2 separate regions of the Macaca mulatta genome follow, and region 1 is linked to region 2. A link is a contact called in public Hi-C data. All regions are on one chromosome and are shown on one strand. Each heading gives the region's core, a stretch centred on a gene start, on an enhancer-like site or on the middle of the called end of the contact. The rest is flanking DNA. Distances are from core to core; before and after follow the strand shown. Region 1 has its middle 500 kb from the start of MEF2C. Region 2 has its middle 400 kb from the start of MEF2C.

Region 1 (3,157 bases), core at 413-2,912, 100 kb after region 2:
ATAAATCATTTGAGTTTGACTTGCTATCATTCTAAACAGTATCACATGGTTATTATATTTTTTAATTATTTCATAGTTTTTGGTTCTACAGAGCAGTTAAGATGTATCTGGTTTCTGCTGGAAGAATTACAGTGATTTAAAAATATATATTTTGCTCCTGCTTTTCTAAGAAGAATTTCATTATGTGTATATTCAAAAGATCAGAGTTAAAAAATAAAGTGCTTCCTACATAAGGAAGGTGGTATAAAATACCAAGAGGAAGGATCAACCCTCTGCTCCATGCTTATTAATATTTCAAATATGAATGAATTGCCAAGTATTTACCTGACTAAAATAAACTGTTTGCTATGGTTCTTGGAAGATTCTGCAGAATGCTTTTGCAGTTCATTTTTGTCCTACTTTTATGTATTCCATCAGAGCAGGTTCATTGTCTTAGGAAGAGGAGCAGAAAGATTTGTTAAATCATGAAGTGTTAAGAAGCCTTTCAGCTGAGAAAGATACACAATGTACAAAGCAGTTAAAACAAATCATACAGTATAACCTGTTAAGGATGTAATTGAGATACATGTAATCATTAACCTTGGAACAGACTGGGAATCTGTTAATAAATCAAATCAATACCCTCTCCACTGATCCATAATAATTTGAAAGAAATGAAAAATTTAACAGTTACTGTATGTGAGGTTATCGTGGGCTGCAATTAGCTAGCCTCCAGGAGATTATGTTACCTAGTTACCAGAAGGTAAGTATAATTTCCGTAGATCTTCTGGAGAGATTGTCATAAAGACAGGTGCTAGACATTGAAAAGGGTTAGGAAGGGATATCTGGTACAGCCCAAACCTGGGTCATCTTTCAATAATTTCATTCCATCTATCCTCCTTATGACATTTCACACTCCTAGTTCAAGTGAATGTATTGCTTTGAAAAGACATTACAATTTAATTTTTGTCGGTTAAAAAAGTGATTATCCCCTTTATATCTTACTAAACATTTAGATCTCACATGAGATGGCAAAGAGGTCAAGGCAAAAATTCTGCATTTGGGAAAAGAATAACATGTGGGCTTCCTCCCACAGGCAAGACACTTGCATATAAAAGTATTTCATGTTTATACAACCCCCCTCTACCCCCCGCCAACCTCCATCTCAACAGTTCCAGAATGGTCATTATTGCCAATAGAATATACAGAAGAATAGTGAAAAGGAATGAATGCTTTTGCATCTATTGCATCCTCACATTTTTCACACCCCCATTTTGCAAGTAGTATGTAGTACCCTACAAAATAGTATATAGAGAGGAAAATGATCCCAGGGCCCATTGCTTTTATATATATTGCTTTGATGTAAATCTTAGAAGAAACAATCATGGTATAGAAGTTCCATAGGAAAATCTCAATTTGGGGAAGATATAAAAAGAGATATTGCCATTCTCTAGGGAATCAGTAAATAAAACGGAGAACAGAATTTTTTAAAAATGCATGTAAAATATATGCGTATGGAAATGTTAAGAGCCTTATTTTATAATGCCAAGGAGGGCACAAGATAAAAACTGTTGTCATTTGTTTCCAGGGAAAGCAGTCGGTGAGACCAGGCACAGTAGGATAGTTAGTTAGCTACCACATGTAAAGCTGAGAGCAGATGGTGCCGTTGATATAGAGCGCAGGAATGTGCGTGTTTATGCGGGTGCGTTTCTGTGCGTGTGCGTGTGGAAACCAGCAAGGAGTTTGACACTGATGTACTCCATCAAGTCCAGTTATAAAGAACAAGTAGATAGAACAACATTCTGTGCATCTGGCAGCCTAACTAGCTCTGTCAATCTGTGGATACTGCTGACATTGTACTATAAGCTTCGATTCCATCTGTGTTGTTTATTTTGAGCTGGATTTACTGCACACTATGTGAATTGATGATGGCTAGAAGGTCCAAAAGATTCTGAGTCTGTTTAAAGTTCCAAGGTGTCAAATTACACAGGATTGTGTCACGAACATTATGAAAGGGTAAGTGGAGAGGCAAACTGATTTCAGTATTTGTTAGACGTCCAAGAAAAATTGCCGAAAATATAGATGAAGAAGGTTTATGAAAACATATAAAGAGTACATATGAACTCCTGCAATCAAATGTTTCCTTTTCAAGTTGCATTGTGTCATTTTAAAAAATTCAAAATATGTACAAACAAATAGACAAGTCAAATCAGCTCTCCACTCTGGGGTTGTGACATGCATATTATTCAAAACTTTCTGATCAGTACCATATTAAATTGCCAGAATTAAGGAATGGACTTGATGAGTGAGGGTTGTGCCTGCCTTCTTTCTGAATGGCTAGATCTGAGGAACAGGTATATTTCTATGTACCCACTATTCAGTTATTCTGTGAAGATCCTTTCTTGCTTCAATTTCTTTCTGTATAAGAAGATGTTTATAAATCTTTCTACCATACAGTTTAGGAAATAGACTTTGCTATCATCATCAAGAAATCATGAAATAAATTGAGAATATACTTTTTCCTGAAAATCATATACATTTATGTGAGAAAGCGACACTAATTGGGATAGGTCATCAATTTCAAGGCTTTTGTCCATTTTAATTTTCAACACAATGTGCAGCTGAATGCTATGCCTGCATGATGCTGGAACATTCTCGTGAACAGAGAGAAAAGAGATTTAATGATTCAAGCATTTAATTTGCATCTGCATATCAGATATCATTTAATTTATGTGGCTGCTCTTGTCTGCTTATGTAGTAAGTAGCCCAGATCAGAATTTTCCTGTACCAACCAAACTCTATGCAGTTTAACTTGCAGTCATTGAATGAAAAAGCATTTTGTTTATGGTATAGAAATTTCAATTCGTGCTTTCAACTCCTTTCAGTTAGTGGTTGGTTATGGTTGAACTGTGTCACTGAATACAAATATATTTATATGTAACTCTGCTCCTCTTTAAAGAAAAAAAATTTAATTATCTTGCCTTATTTGTTTCAGAGCTAGGGCATCAAACAGAATCTGTGAATGTAGTTCATTTGATTGGTAATGTTTAATATTCATCCGTTAAGTGGGTACTTATCCATATTCATAATATATGCGAGGTAATGTGAGATATGTAACCCAATATATAATCCCTAGTCTCAAGAAACTTTAATATCTAGTTGAGTAGGTAAACCATTC
Region 2 (3,685 bases), core at 581-3,080:
TTCCAGATTAGAGCACCCTTGAGAGCCATAACTGGTCTTTTCAAAGCAAGCAGAAGAGCCTGCAGGATCAAGGACGAGCCTGGAAGTTAGACCTGTATGTTTGTCCATGGTTCCCTCATGTTCTTCTAAATTAGACCTTGTAACTGCCATGGATTCTGTGGTAAAAAAATGTTGGAGGTAAAGGCAGTACTTGACACACAAAAAAAGATATATCATGATTCAAAGCCAAAATCATGTTAAATAAAAAATGCATAGTAAATATTTAGGTAGTGCTGTTTTATTTTAAATTTGACATAACTGTAGTAAAGTTGTGGATAATTCTATTAGAATAGCCGTTTTCTTCCCTGAAAGGGAAGGGGTCTTGTTGACAGGAGATGGATTGTTATGTTATCCCTTCCTTGTGCTACCTAAGGCGGTTTATTCAGATTACAGAGCCAGATGACTATGTAGGAAGGAAAATCTTCTTCCAAACATAGGAAGGAGGCTTTTAGGTGCACAGGTGTATGCTGCTTATAGGTAGGCATAATTATAGTTTAATCAAACCCTTGTGTGTCTCTGGAGACCACACTTTTGGCATGCCTTTTAATATTTTTCTTGAATCATCAAAATCTTTTACCTGTTCCCCCATATGTATTGGTATGTGTACACACACACACACACACACACACACGCACACACACACACACTTCTTTCTTATTTTATTTCTTTATCTTGGCTTGTGATCACTAAGGTTTCCAGTTTCTTTCATGACTTACATAGCCACACTAGAGAATGAATCATTTTGTTTTTACAGTTAAAAGGTAGGGAAGATAAACTTTAATTGCTACATTTAACCTGTGTGGCATTATTAAACTTAGGACATAATTTACTGACCTACTCTAATTTTTCTGGTTGTATAATCCTGAAAAGCACCCATGACAATTGACTAGAACAAAAGGCAAATGCACCTTTATTTGATAAGACAGACAATTTTTGTAAAAGAATTGGAAAACCATCTGTACTGTAAACTTTTGTGTCTCTTTTTCATTCCTGTTTACTCTGCTATTCAGTCCAAATAAAGATTGTTTCCACCTCAGCAACACAAAAATCACATGGACGATCCTTCAGGCTGTCAGTCAGAGGAAAGATATACATATGCCCAAAGTATACACTTGTGCTTGTTCACAGTGTTATTTGGGGAAAATATGTTGCATGTTCTCCTGGCTCTCCTAGTTTTACATTTTGAATTAATGCAATTTATTCTAATTTATGACAACTGTTTGAAAGACTTGCTCTCCATTTTTCCATTTATAAAGAGGTTGTTTACTTAGAGGGGAAAAAGCAGTAGGGAAAGTGGATTGCCTTGCACATTCAGGTGAAAAAAGCGAGTAGGCTTCCTGTCTTGGAGTCAGTGATGTGCACGAGGCTTGGGATTGTAAGGACATCTCTCGCAACGACTTTTTCTGTCTCTTTGGAAATAGGAATGAAATTATGGAGAACCTTTATTCTGCTTCTTAAAGAAAGCCTTACACAATTGAGTTAATTACCTCCCCCTCTTCTCTTGCTCTCTCTTCTTGTATTTATATAGCAGCCATCACCATAGTACCCTACACACGTTGATAAGAATGCTATTTTAGAAAAAAAAAAAAGGAAGAAGAAGAAGAAGAAGAAGAAGAAAATAGGCACATGGTAGAAAAGAAAGTTTATTTCTTGTGATAGCACAAGGTTCCTCTAAGGCTCAAAACCAGTAAAACAGTTTGGCCCCATTAGTGTCTCAACCATAGTAGATATTTAAGGAATATTTTTCAGTTGGCATTACTAGAATCCATTCTTCTGTCCTTGTTTAAAAACAAAATCTCATCCCAGTGTGCTCTATCCTGCCTTTATTATTCTTAGAAGGTCTCTGTTGTGAAGGGACTGCTTGCTGGAGAAGAAAGCTGAGCAGAAAGAGAATGACAGGGAGCACATGTAGGTTTCAGGGCCAGCCTAGGATCCAGATATCCCTTGGGGCTTTCATGAAATTCTGTTTCCTGTTGACAAATGGTACTTATCTTGTTAACTGTGTACATGTACATAGTGTTATACGGATATGTATAACTATAGCCACTAATGTCCTCAAAAGGAATCGCAAGTCATAGAGGTAAAAACATTATTATGTACCAGACACTTATAATCCCCTTATGTGTATTAACTCATTTAATTCTCATAAAATCTCTAGGAGGTATATCTATAGTTTTCAGCACCATTTTAAAAATTAAGAGGCTAGACGATGGAAACGCTAAATAATTAGCCCAGAATCATGGTTAGTAATGATCAGAAAAAGGGATTTGAATCAAAGTAGTCTCATTCCAGCTTCCATGTTCTTAACTACTATACCATGCTGACTATTTCTCAAACTACAAATCAATTCCATACTGAGTCAGTAATCATGGCTTGGAATAAACTTTTAGGGTAGTATTATTTTAAGGCCTAAATCTTACCAATACAACTTGGAGTAGGTAACTCACTACAAGACTTTCAAGAAAGGACTGCTGTAACTTATTCTTTGTTTACATGGGTTTACATTTTTAATGCAATGCATACTTAACCTGTAAAACCCATGCCCTTTCACTAAAAGCATGCATCCATATATTCATGTAAAGTTATTGATGATTCAATGAGAAATCATTTTGCTTTTGTATATGTGTTAGTCAATTGGGTGGGGGAGAATTCAAACACATACAGTTAAAATATTGCTTCAGTATGACTGGTGACATTTACAAAATATTATGGCATCAAGGAAGAAGGGTTTGGGGATGTAGACGTTGGGGTTAGTACAGAGTGTGGATGGGGCTAAGGATATGTACATGGAGAACTAGTTTCTTGAATTAAAGTCTTGAAGGGGTGATAAAGAGTTATGCAGCCAGGGAGTCAGGTGAGGCCAATCTAGGAAGAGGAAGCAGTTTGTTCCAAGATTTGAAGGTATGACAAAGCATGATGTCCATGAATATGATGTAACTGGAATGAGATGTCAAAGTGATAAGAGGTGAGGCTAGAAGAAAGAGTAGGGATCAGACCATGAAGAACCACTGGGTCTCCTATTCTGTAGGTAAAGGCAAATCATAAGAGATGAGTAACAGTTATGGGCTCATCTGACTTTTGTTTTCAGAAATGCACTCAGAGGTCAATGCCTGGGATGAGGGTAAAATCATGGGGAAAAGAAGCAGTGGAAGGATCTTAAGGCATAGTTATAGACACTACACTATAACCTTAATACTCAGAACAATTCTATGTATAAGACACTATCTCCATTAAGTAGGTTAAACAAAACCAAACAAAATTGAGAATTGTTGAGTAACTTTCCCAAAATCTAAGGCAAATAAATGACAGCTGTTTTACTTTCACGTTAGTCAGACTCCAATCCTGCCCACTTCCTACTATATCATGCTGTCTCCTATTTCAGTGTCTTAAAACGTTGACACTCCTAGTCTCTACTTAGAATTACTCAAAACTTCCCTGCACTGTCCAGATTCTCTCTCCAACCCTCTGACCATGCCTGTTCAGCCTCTTCTGTTGCATACCTTCTTCAGCCTTCCTCTCAACTGTTCCTGTTTCTCAAAGTTCTCTCCTCAGTCCTCTAACCTCTTCTCTTTCCCATCATACCCATCTCTCCCTTGACAAGATCTCTCTTTCTGCAGTAATCCCATCCATTTCATGTATCCCATGC

The links. A called contact is a pair of places that touch in the nucleus more often than the background predicts.
Region 1: a contact with region 2 is called in a Hi-C map of fetal cortical plate, with 2.1 times the contacts expected there. The contact joins two enhancer-like sites.

The regions. Positions count from the first base shown.
Region 1 is chr6:95,809,184-95,812,340 of T2T-MMU8v2.0, forward strand. No RefSeq gene overlaps it. Among named protein-coding and RNA genes, the nearest start is that of MEF2C, 500 kb to the left of the region's middle. Within about 2 kb of position 1,663, at least 6 of the 40 cell types and tissues checked have an H3K27ac peak or open chromatin away from gene starts, as enhancers often do. A contact at or near this core is called in fetal cortical plate, where this site is marked.
Region 2 is chr6:95,705,166-95,708,850 of T2T-MMU8v2.0, forward strand. No RefSeq gene overlaps it. Among named protein-coding and RNA genes, the nearest start is that of MEF2C, 400 kb to the left of the region's middle. Within about 2 kb of position 1,831, at least 5 of the 40 cell types and tissues checked have an H3K27ac peak or open chromatin away from gene starts, as enhancers often do. A contact at or near this core is called in fetal cortical plate, where this site is marked.